2 separate regions of the Sus scrofa genome follow, and region 1 is linked to region 2. The links are chromatin contacts, called in public HiChIP or PLAC-seq maps. All regions are on one chromosome and are shown on one strand. Each heading gives the region's core, a stretch centred on a gene start, on an enhancer-like site or on the middle of the called end of the contact. The rest is flanking DNA. Distances are from core to core; before and after follow the strand shown.

What was found. HiChIP or PLAC-seq counts read pairs in DNA pulled down with a chosen protein or histone mark.
Region 1: an H3K27ac HiChIP or PLAC-seq map of alveolar macrophages shows a contact between it and region 2. The contact joins the promoter of HSPA5 here to the promoter of RPL35 in region 2. A contact is called at or near these places in 1 of 5 promoter capture datasets (fetal liver) and 1 of 2 datasets of contacts at active chromatin or transcription factors (alveolar macrophages).

The regions. Positions count from the first base shown.
Region 1 is chr1:265,931,963-265,937,426 of Sscrofa11.1, reverse strand. HSPA5 (78 kDa glucose-regulated protein) reads left to right here and starts at 2,468. Exons shown (of 9, transcript XM_001927795.7): 1 at 2,468-2,577; 2 at 2,659-2,878; 3 at 2,964-3,195; 4 at 3,595-3,732; 5 at 4,221-4,333; 6 at 4,425-4,815; 7 at 4,949-5,186. The coding sequence starts at 2,757.
Region 2 is chr1:265,640,543-265,645,418 of Sscrofa11.1, reverse strand. It overlaps RPL35 (ribosomal protein L35), which reads left to right and starts at 3,141. Exons shown (of 4, transcript NM_214326.2): 1 at 3,141-3,167; 2 at 3,634-3,770. The coding sequence starts at 3,165.

The DNA of each region.
Region 1 (5,464 bases), core at 1,219-3,718, 290 kb before region 2:
TCTTCCAGGAGTTTGATGGTGTCTTGTCTCATATTTAAGTCGTTAAGCCATTTTGAGTTTATTTTTGTGCATGGTGTGAGGGCGTGTTCTAGTTTCACTGATTTGCATGCAGCTGTCTGGGTTTCCCAGCAATACTTGCTGAAAAGACTGTCTTTTCCCCATTTTATGTTCTTACCTCCTTTGTCAAAGATTAATTGACCACAGATGTCTGGGTTTATTTCTGGGGTCTCTATTATGTTCCATTGGTCCGTATGTGTTTTGGTACCAGTACCACACTGTCTTGATTACTATGGCTTTATAATATTGCCTGAAGTCTGGGAGAGTTATGCCTCCTGCCTGGTTTTTGTTCCTCAGAATTGCTTATTATTGACATTTAACATTCAGCAAACTAGATTTACCTACACACTTTCATATTCAATCCATAAACGATCACACTTGGGAATATACTATTATACATACATATAAAATATATATAAGAATCCCTAATATTTTGTTTTTTAAAAGATACTACAAACACCAATATACTCAATTCCCTTTGGAAGTTAGCCAAATATCATTTTTCTAAATCTTAGAAAAAGGGGAGTTGCAAAGGTTACTCCATCAATCAAAGATGAAGCTGAAATTGAGAGCTCTTTTTTTTTTTTTTCTTTTCTTTTTTGGCTGCCTCATGGCATATGGAGTTCCCAGGTCAGGGGTCAGATTCGAGCTGCAGTTTGTGACCTAAGCTGCAGCTGTGGCAACACCAGATCCTTAACCCACTGTGCTGGTCCCAGGATTGAACCTGTGTCCCAGTGCTCCCAAGATGGTGTCAATACCGTTGTGTCACAGTGGCAGCCTCTTAAGAGCTCTATTTTTAATGGATATGGATTATGATATACAGAGAAAATTTGCTTGAAATTATATGTAGCTGTAATGTGGCTGAATGGTGATTTCTGCTTGATAAGTGGACTGATGCAACCTGAAGAAGGGTCAGTGTTACAGCACTGTTACAAACACTGTTGAAAGAGATGGATGATGTAACATCTATAGCACGAATGGAGTCAACTCTGAGTCACCAGTATAACCTTTGAGGAGCACTAAAGGAAAAAGGAAAATTCTTGAGTGCTGACTCCTCCACTCAGAATCTTAGTCAACTGTGTGTAAGATTTTTCGGTGTTATTTGGATACAATATTGCACATACCAATGAATCTCAAGAAACCATTTAGTGTAAAAAATTACTGGAGTAATTCCTGACTCTAAGTCTCACAAATTTTCTGTAAGCATCTCAAAACAGTTTTTATGAGGCCTTTGGCCTGTCTCCGGTAGGTCCTCTAAAAACATTTGTTGAATGAATGAACTTAATTTTTAAATTGTTAAGGGCATTGGTTAATGAGGGCAAATTGATTGGTTACCAATCCTAACTCTTATCACTAACCAGTTCTATCACATTAAACCAGTTAATCTCTTTTGATCTAAATTTTCTCATCTGGAAAATGGGAAATGCCAATTATTGAACTATAAGGACCAATTCACACAGGAAACAGAATAATGCTTGGCACATAGTAAGCCTGAAGTAAATAGTAGCCTTTATCTTTTTTGCTACAGAATGTTATACAAGGTATTATGAAGATGTCTTTGCCTAACAAATACGTTTAAGTACAATCAGACCTCTTCCAGGCAGAGTGAAGGTGGTAAGGCATAAAGGATGAGCAAGGCCTTGCAAATCATAACCTGAGCCACAAAGGGAAACGATGGGCAGGGAAGGGGAACACAAGGGGTGACAAGTTAGAAAAATGACACATCCCCGGATGGCATTAGTAAGCTTTTCAGGAGAGAACTGCCACCGTGGGGAGGGGATTCAGGGCTGGGAGTCAATTACTTTGCCCAGGCCCGTCCTGAGACTTACAAAGGGGCAAGGCAATGTACAGAGGCCTGGAAAAGACAAAGATAGCGGCCGTGGGGCTTGGACATTCTACTGCCGGTTGTGGCTATGAAAGGGCAGAGAAATTTGTCCTGAGGCGATTCAAAGCCTCTACGCTGACACTTTCCTGCCTGGAATGGGATGGAGGCCAGGAGGAGGAAGAGCCGCATCCCTCGGGACGGACGGAGGAAGGGCAAGCCACCGGGCAAGAAAGGGGCAAAAGGCTTAAGTCCCACCGCCTCGGGGGAATCAAGCATGCTGGACCGGCCGCGGCCCCTCAAGGCCCAGCGTAGAGGAGGGACTTCACCAGTTACCGGCGGAAACAGCCTCGGGGTGAGAGGTCGCGTCACGGACAGGCAGTTGCGAAACCAATGGGGCCGGAGCACCGGGCGGATGTTGCCTCCCATTGGTGTTTGTTGGGCGCGCCCAGCAGCCAATGAGTCCACCCGGGGGGCGTAGCTGTGACGTTAATTGCGGAGGAGGCCGCTTCGAATCCGCGGCGGCCAGCTTGTTGGCCTGGACCAATCAGTGGCCTCCAACGAGCAGTGCCCTAGCCAATCAGCGGCCTCCACGACGGGGCTGGGGGGAGGGTATATAAGCGGAGCAGGCGACGGTGCGGTCGACGCTGGCCAAGACATCACAGACGCATCGAGTTGGCTTTCCGTGTGTGTGAGAGGTAAGTGCCGCGGCCTGCCTTTCCAGACCTGCCAATTGCCTTGTCCCCTCTCCTCCTGATTTCGGGCCCTATTGTCCTCAGCTCGGTAACGTTGGTGCGCTCCGGTGGTGCGGCTTGTGATCGGTTTGCTTGCGAAGCCCTGCCTGCTGACTGACTGACTGGCCGACGGCGCCCGCAAGATGAAGCTGTCCCTGGTGGCTGCAGTGCTGCTGCTGCTCGGCGCGGCGCGGCCGGAGGAGGAGGACAAGAAGGAGGATGTGGGCACGGTGGTCGGCATCGACCTGGGCACCACCTACTCGTGGTAAGTGGGGTTGGTGGAAAGGGGAGAACGGGGCGTGGTTTCCTGAGCGTCGTGGTGCTGATTGCTGCCTCGGTTTTTCCGCCAGCGTTGGGGTGTTCAAGAATGGCCGTGTGGAGATCATCGCCAACGATCAGGGCAACCGCATCACGCCGTCATATGTGGCCTTCACTCCTGAAGGGGAGCGTCTGATCGGCGATGCAGCCAAGAACCAGCTCACCTCTAATCCTGAGAACACGGTCTTCGACGCCAAGCGGCTCATCGGCCGGACATGGAATGACCCGTCTGTGCAGCAAGACATCAAGTTCCTGCCTTTCAAGGTTCGACTGGGTTTTCTCATCTAGATAGAAAGTGGGTGGTGGTGGGAGTATTTAAGAAGTTCCTGAAAAACGGTGCAGAGACTATCAAAAAGGGTACAGACATAATGTGTATAATAGAAAGTTTTGTTTGATAGTTTTAATGTGTTACAGAACTTAAGACAATAAGGTTGGCAAAGAAATGTCATGTAACTGTTTTGTCCGTAGATAGTGGGGGAATTAAGAGACTTATTAAAACCGAAGAGGCTTGAAATTGTAAGGCACCAATACTCCTGAAGTATTCGGTTCCAGGGGACCAAAGTCAACCAAACTATGGGAGGAAGTGGGTCTCAGGCAATCCTCTTTTTAGTTGGTAATGGCAGTGCTCCTAGTTCTGAAAATAATAGTTATTCTTTAAAATAGGTGGTTGAGAAGAAAACTAAACCATATATTCAAGTTGATATTGGAGGTGGGCAAACAAAGACATTTGCACCAGAAGAAATTTCTGCCATGGTTCTCACTAAAATGAAGGAAACTGCTGAGGCTTATTTGGGAAAGAAGGTCAGTATTTCTAGAACAATGTTGAGTTTTACTATTACTATTCTTGATTTGTATTGTTGTATAGATGCCTTTATCATTTAAAAAATCTGAATGACATCCATGTATATCAATTTTGATTACTTGCATACTTTACTATTGGCTAAACAAAAAGATAGGGACTTTTCTTGTGTTATCACTTCATCCTTACATGGGTATAAAATTAAATATACCACTCTCTTCACCTTTCTAAAAGCACTCAGAGGGCCTTTTGATAATGACCCACTGAGCCGTCAAGAAAGGGCAGAGTGAAAACACCACTTTTGGGTGAAGCGGCAGCATGTTGTGTTGTTTTGTTTCAATCAGTGGTGTGACAAGAGGAAAAAAAAGATATATATATATTTATCAGTCTTAAATATGAACTTTTTTAGAAACTAAAGTGGTGGTTTGACTAACTTAAGGGTTAAACCGTGTGATAAAGTCCATTTAATTACCTTTTGTTATCCTTTTAGGTTACTCATGCAGTTGTTACTGTACCAGCCTATTTCAATGATGCCCAACGCCAGGCAACCAAGGACGCTGGAACTATTGCTGGGTTGAATGTCATGAGGATCATCAATGAGCCGTAAGTGTTAATTCAAAAGTATGGTATATTTACCAAATAGGAAAATGGCAACATAACTAAGCTTCCTTTTTTTTCTTCATTCTCCTAACAGTACGGCAGCTGCTATTGCTTATGGCCTGGATAAGAGGGAAGGGGAGAAGAACATCCTGGTGTTTGATCTGGGTGGTGGAACCTTTGATGTGTCCCTTCTCACCATTGATAATGGTGTCTTTGAAGTCGTGGCCACTAACGGAGATACTCACCTGGGTGGAGAAGACTTTGACCAGCGTGTCATGGAACACTTCATCAAGCTCTACAAGAAGAAGACTGGCAAAGATGTTCGGAAAGACAACAGAGCTGTGCAGAAACTCCGGCGCGAGGTAGAAAAGGCCAAACGGGCCCTGTCTTCTCAGCATCAAGCAAGAATTGAAATTGAGTCCTTCTATGAAGGAGAAGACTTCTCTGAGACCCTGACTCGGGCCAAATTTGAAGAGCTAAACATGGTATGTTTTGTTTTCTTTTTTTTGCTTTGCTAATGAGATCTAGTTAGACTTTCTGAGGTTGGGACAATGCATTTAGGTATTTTGATTATACCTGAGTATGACAGACAGCATCACCGTAATTGTCTTTTTCTAGGACCTTTTCCGTTCTACCATGAAACCTGTCCAGAAAGTGCTGGAAGATTCTGATTTAAAGAAATCTGATATTGATGAAATTGTTCTTGTTGGTGGCTCTACTCGCATCCCAAAGATTCAACAACTGGTTAAAGAGTTCTTCAATGGCAAGGAGCCATCCCGTGGCATAAACCCAGATGAGGCTGTAGCTTACGGTGCTGCTGTTCAGGCTGGTGTACTCTCTGGTGATCAAGATACAGGTAAGTCAGTGTCACAGCATCCTCTGTGTTTCAGTAGCTTGATTGGAAGAATATAATTAGATTTTGCTTTAGAAATAATAGAATATGAGCAGCCAAGGTCACACAGTTAGTAAAGGATACAGTGAGGACAAGACCTGGCACGGTCTCAAGATTGTTAGCAGCTATATTCATAGCTTCTAAAATGACTTTGCAGAGAACCTGTCCAAATGGCAAGGCGAAGATGAAGTTGTACTGCTTACGAGGGGACTGCTATTACTTCTATGACTCCTGAATTAGAA
Region 2 (4,876 bases), core at 1,892-4,391:
CCCTGGCTCTGGAAGGGGCGAGGGCGTGCATGGTCGGGGACTCTGGGTGTCATCACTGTCCAGATTGAGGGGGCATGGGTCACCGGGAGAAGAGACCCAGCGCTGCCTGCCGAGTGCTGGATAGGTTTCTTGGAGAAGAAACCTATCCAGCTGAGGCCTGAAGGATGAGTAGTAGTTCTTGTGCCCAGGGAGTGACGTAGGGTTAGGAGAACGTATGGTCTCAGATTTTAGGAGTTTCGGACGCTACCTTACTGAGCTTAGAGGAGGTTGCTTTTGCCTTACTGTTGTAGTGACTCTTGTTAATGTACTGGGAGATTTTAAAGACGTTTAAAGTGTGTCCAGGGTGCTGACAAGACAGTGAAGGCATTTGGACCTCAGTATTCTGAGCCCTGCGCGTGAAGCAGTCACCTTGACCGAGGGGGAGGTGGGCAGGGATAGGGAGATGGCCCAGTGGCCACCCTTCTTGCGGAGGGCGAGGTCTTGGGGCCTGAGAAGTCTTGTCTGGCTGGAGCAGTAAGGGTCTCCCCAGTCTGAGATGGGGAAGGTTGAGCAGAGCACAAATACGGCAGAGTCAAGTGCTACTCTGTGGTGCGTGGGCTGTTGCTTGAGGGGTTCTGTTAATGAGCCTTAGCCTTAGACTACATTGGGTCTTCGTTTTCATATGATAGTACTCTTTTTTAATGAAGACCTGTAGTTAGTGAAATGACCCGTTTCATTGCTTCAAATACTTCTCATGAACTGTCTCTACAGATCAAAAAATTTTGCCAGACTAGGATGCTATCTAGGGTGTTAAAGACAGACTCCAACAGGAGTTCCCTGGTAGCTCAATGGGTTAAGGATCCAGCAGTCTTACTCCTGTGGCAAGGCTTCTATCCCTGGCCTGGGTACTTCCGCATGCAAAACAACAGCAAAAGACTCCTACAGTGGGATAGGTGCTGAATAAAAGTCCCAGGGGTCCTGGAAAACTTGCCTTTCAGCTCCATACCTTGAAAGAAATCTGTGTGACTCAGGCCACAATACAGCAGAAATTCATATTCCCAGAACATCCTGATCAGAAGGAACTTTAAGCCAGAAATGCTCACTTTTACAAGTAAGGAAAAAGCCCCCAAATAAACTGGTGAATGAAATAATGTCACTGGTTATGATCGTGGATTTCCATTCCAGTCAGGGAGGCAGAATTTTCAAAATCCATAGGATTCTATGTCAGGGATAACTGGTTGCTGAGGGGAAAAAAAAAAACCATGCAGTTCCTGAGAATACCTTAATGGTCAAGAGGTGGCCCTGAGGAGGTGACACTTAACAGGGACCTGAAGGAAGTTAAGGAGGGAGCCAAGCAAAGGTTCAAAGGCAGGGCAAGCTTGGTGTATTCCAGAAACAGTAAAGCCACACTGGAGCAGAAGAGGGAGAAGAAATGAGATGGAAGGGAGGTGGGGGCAGGAGCTGCTGTAGGGTGAGGCTTTGTAGGCTGAAGAAAGGATGTGGTCTTGACAGGCCCTTGAAATTCTGGGCAGAGCAGTGACACAATTTGACTCAAAATTGAAAAGGGTCCTTCTAGCAGCTGTACTGAGAACACATGGAGCAAGAGCCAAACTGGTGATTTAAGAGATGACACCAGTGGTCCCAGTGACAGTGGTGGCTCAGGCCTGGCAGGTGCCAATAAGAGAAATGGGATAAGTTTGGGTATTTTGAAGATAAAGGCTGTAGAATTTGGAAATGGATTGGATGTGGCATATAACAAACAGTAGTCATAGATGGCTTCAAGTTCCAAAAAGATGTACACAATCATTAACAGAACTATAAGCATTTAGAAAAACAGGACAGCCAAGTTCCTGTGCACCATTCAACTTCCATGTAAAACTAATCCTTACCAGCACTGTCCTCTGCCCTCTCTTCCCTAGTTCCCTCCACTTCCTGGAAGTCTTGCCTCATTGTGGTCTGAGGCAATGCTTCTTAATTCAATTCATCCAACAAGTATTCATGTGCTGGGCCTGGAGTCTAGAAAAAATAAACCAGGTGTTCGCCATGGTTCTGCCCTTGGGGAACTAACTTCCAGGCTGGCTGTGGAGATAAACACATAACTTTCATTTTAATTCAGTGTGTTTGGAGCTAAAGAGAGGATTGCACAGAAAGCTTCAGACACAAGCAGAGGCTCCCTGGAGGTGACACCTGACAGCAACAGGGGGCAACCTGGCTTTAATGAGAGCTCTAAGACATGCGGATGAGTCTTTGTTAAGGGCAGTAGAGTGACACTAGAGCACTGACTGATACACATTTGCTGGTTGGAGCAACGATAAAACTGTCCAGTTAGAAAGCTTGATCACTTTCCCTTCCCTTTAGCTTTCAGGGCCCCCTCAAGTGTTCATTAAACTGGGAGCATTAATATGGATAATACTTTGAGCAATTGTTACACATCAGGTCTTGGACTAGAGTTTTACATGTCATTTTCCTGATCCTCACAAATACCACACTTCACAGGTGAGAAAACTGACACTCAGGGGAAGGGATTTGATTTGCCTAGAGTCTCAGCTAGCTCCAAGCAACAGAGTAAGAATTTGAAACCGGGTCAGGTTCACTAAAAAAGCCATGACTGCTCTTGACCTTACCACTGGCTGCCTCCACTAGAATATTTATGCAGTTGGATTATACCTGTCTGACCCCGGTCCTCCCCGCCCACCTTGAAGTTCAAGTTCCCTCAAGGGAGGGGGGCCATGTTAATTCATCTTTGAAAACCCCAACCTTCATCCCCTATATTCCGGAACACTGGTTCCTAGCTGGAAGTAGTGCAGACTGGGCGATCAGCAAAGATTTACCGAATGAATGAATGAAGAAATAAATGAATCCGTCTTCACTCTGCCATCTCTGGCAAATTGCCCCTCACCCCAGGCCTCGCTTACCCCACTGCGTTGCTCAGGGCATTAGACCAAATCTAAGGAAGAGGCGAGCACTGCTGGGCGGGGCTCCGGCTCCCCGGAGCAGAGCTGGACTAACTTTACCACTCATTACTCGCGGCGCGCCAGTAGGGCTGGAAGTAGCAGGGAGGAGCTGGAGCTCCCCGGCCGCGGAGCCACTGGCCACGCCCACCGCTACCCGGCAGTAGTTGCCGAGGTCAGCCCCGCCTCTTCCTCTTTCCCTCCAAGAAGGCGGCGGCGGCAGCTTGCACAGCCATGGTGAGGGCCGGGGTATCGGGTGCCATCTGCGCGTTGTGGGGCTCGGGGGCTGGGGTGGGGGCCGCGAGGCGAGTCCTGGGAGCTCATCTGCCAGCCTGGCCTGTGGGACGCTGTGCGGAATGGCCTAGCATCGCCCCAGCCGGCTTCTCGCCTTCCACCAGAGGCCTGGGCCCGGAGAGGTGCTCGTTGCCTGGGCCTCTGTCTTTCCTTCTGCGGAATAGGGGTGGCAGCCCGTCTCGAAGCAGGCCTGGGCGAGACCGCGTCTGCTGGAGCCTGGGTTGCCCTGCCCAAGGCGCGGTCGTGCAGGCCCTCCAGCGCACCCTTGGCCCAGTGCGAGGCGCGCGCCCCGAGGGGCTGATCACGACGCGGGAGGAGGGGAGGACGGGAGGTGGAGGCCTCGGTAAGCGGCCGTGGGGCAGACGGCCCTGCAGGTGTTTGACCAGACTTTACTCTTTCTTGCGCGCAGGCCAAGATTAAGGCTCGAGACCTTCGGGGCAAGAAGAAGGAGGAGCTGCTGAAACAACTGGAGGACCTGAAGGTGGAGCTGTCCCAACTGCGCGTCGCGAAAGTGACAGGCGGGGCGGCTTCCAAACTCTCCAAGATGTAAGTGACGGATGTTCAGACCACGGCCCTCTGGGTGTGGGGGATACAAAAGCATTGGGAGCGTTTTAAGTGCCTATTGCATGGATCTGTGGGTGGGAACATCACGCCCTTTCTAGCCATCCTCTCCCGGCTCCCCTTGCTCAGGCCGAGGCGCCTGGAGACCCGCTGCCTTTACCTGCATTTGACCCTGTGGTCCTTTTGCCTGACACCTCCTTGGGCCTGTCTGGCTGGGGAAAGAACTGGCTGTCCCTGAAGACCTGTTTTAATGCTGCCTCCGAATATCTAACTGGAGCCCATTCTCCTACCTCCTACCAGCACTTGATTTTTGTCTTATCTCTCCTCACTTGGTTGCACCTCTTACTTGAGTTGTAGTGTAGCTGCTGTATGTGGAGCAAAAACCAAGCCTCGTGAAAGGAACATGGGTTTGGAGTTAGTCAACTTGGGCATAAAAATTCTGCTTCTGCCACATCTAACCTTCTGGACAGGTTGCCTGATCACTAAGGGTTTTTTCCCTTTCTATAAAATGGGTCCCCAGTAATTTTCTTATGTTAGTGTGCAAGCAACTTCTGTGGATCCTCAAGAGCGGTTTACCGTTAACTGAGTGGCCCTCATCCTGCTACATGCCTCATATTCAACATGATTAAAAATTCGCTTATCCAGCCTGTTCCTCATTTCAGCCTCCCCACTCATCCACCCCATCCCTAGCATTTCTGTTTCTCAGATGTCTCATTTTCCCTCCCAAGTGGCTCCTCCTATGACCCCCTGAACTGAACTTGGTTGCCCAGCTTGTGGCATGAGTCCCTCCAGTCAGCTCATTCAAATCAACATTGATTAGGTCTTCTTTATAGATTTCAGGATGTATGACCTGGGGTGGAATGTCTTTCCTGATCTGCCCTCCACCTCTTCTCATTAAGCCTCCTCAATGAACACTTCACAATTCTGCAAAAGCACTAGATATGTCAGCCATTCCCCTGTCCCCACACCTGGGATGCCCATGTATTGTCTCTTTAGCCTCCAGAACACCTTCCTCCTGAGATGGATGAAAATGGGGGAGCTGGTGGGGAGTGCTGTGTGCCTTCCCCATCTTCACTGATGTCTCTGTTTTG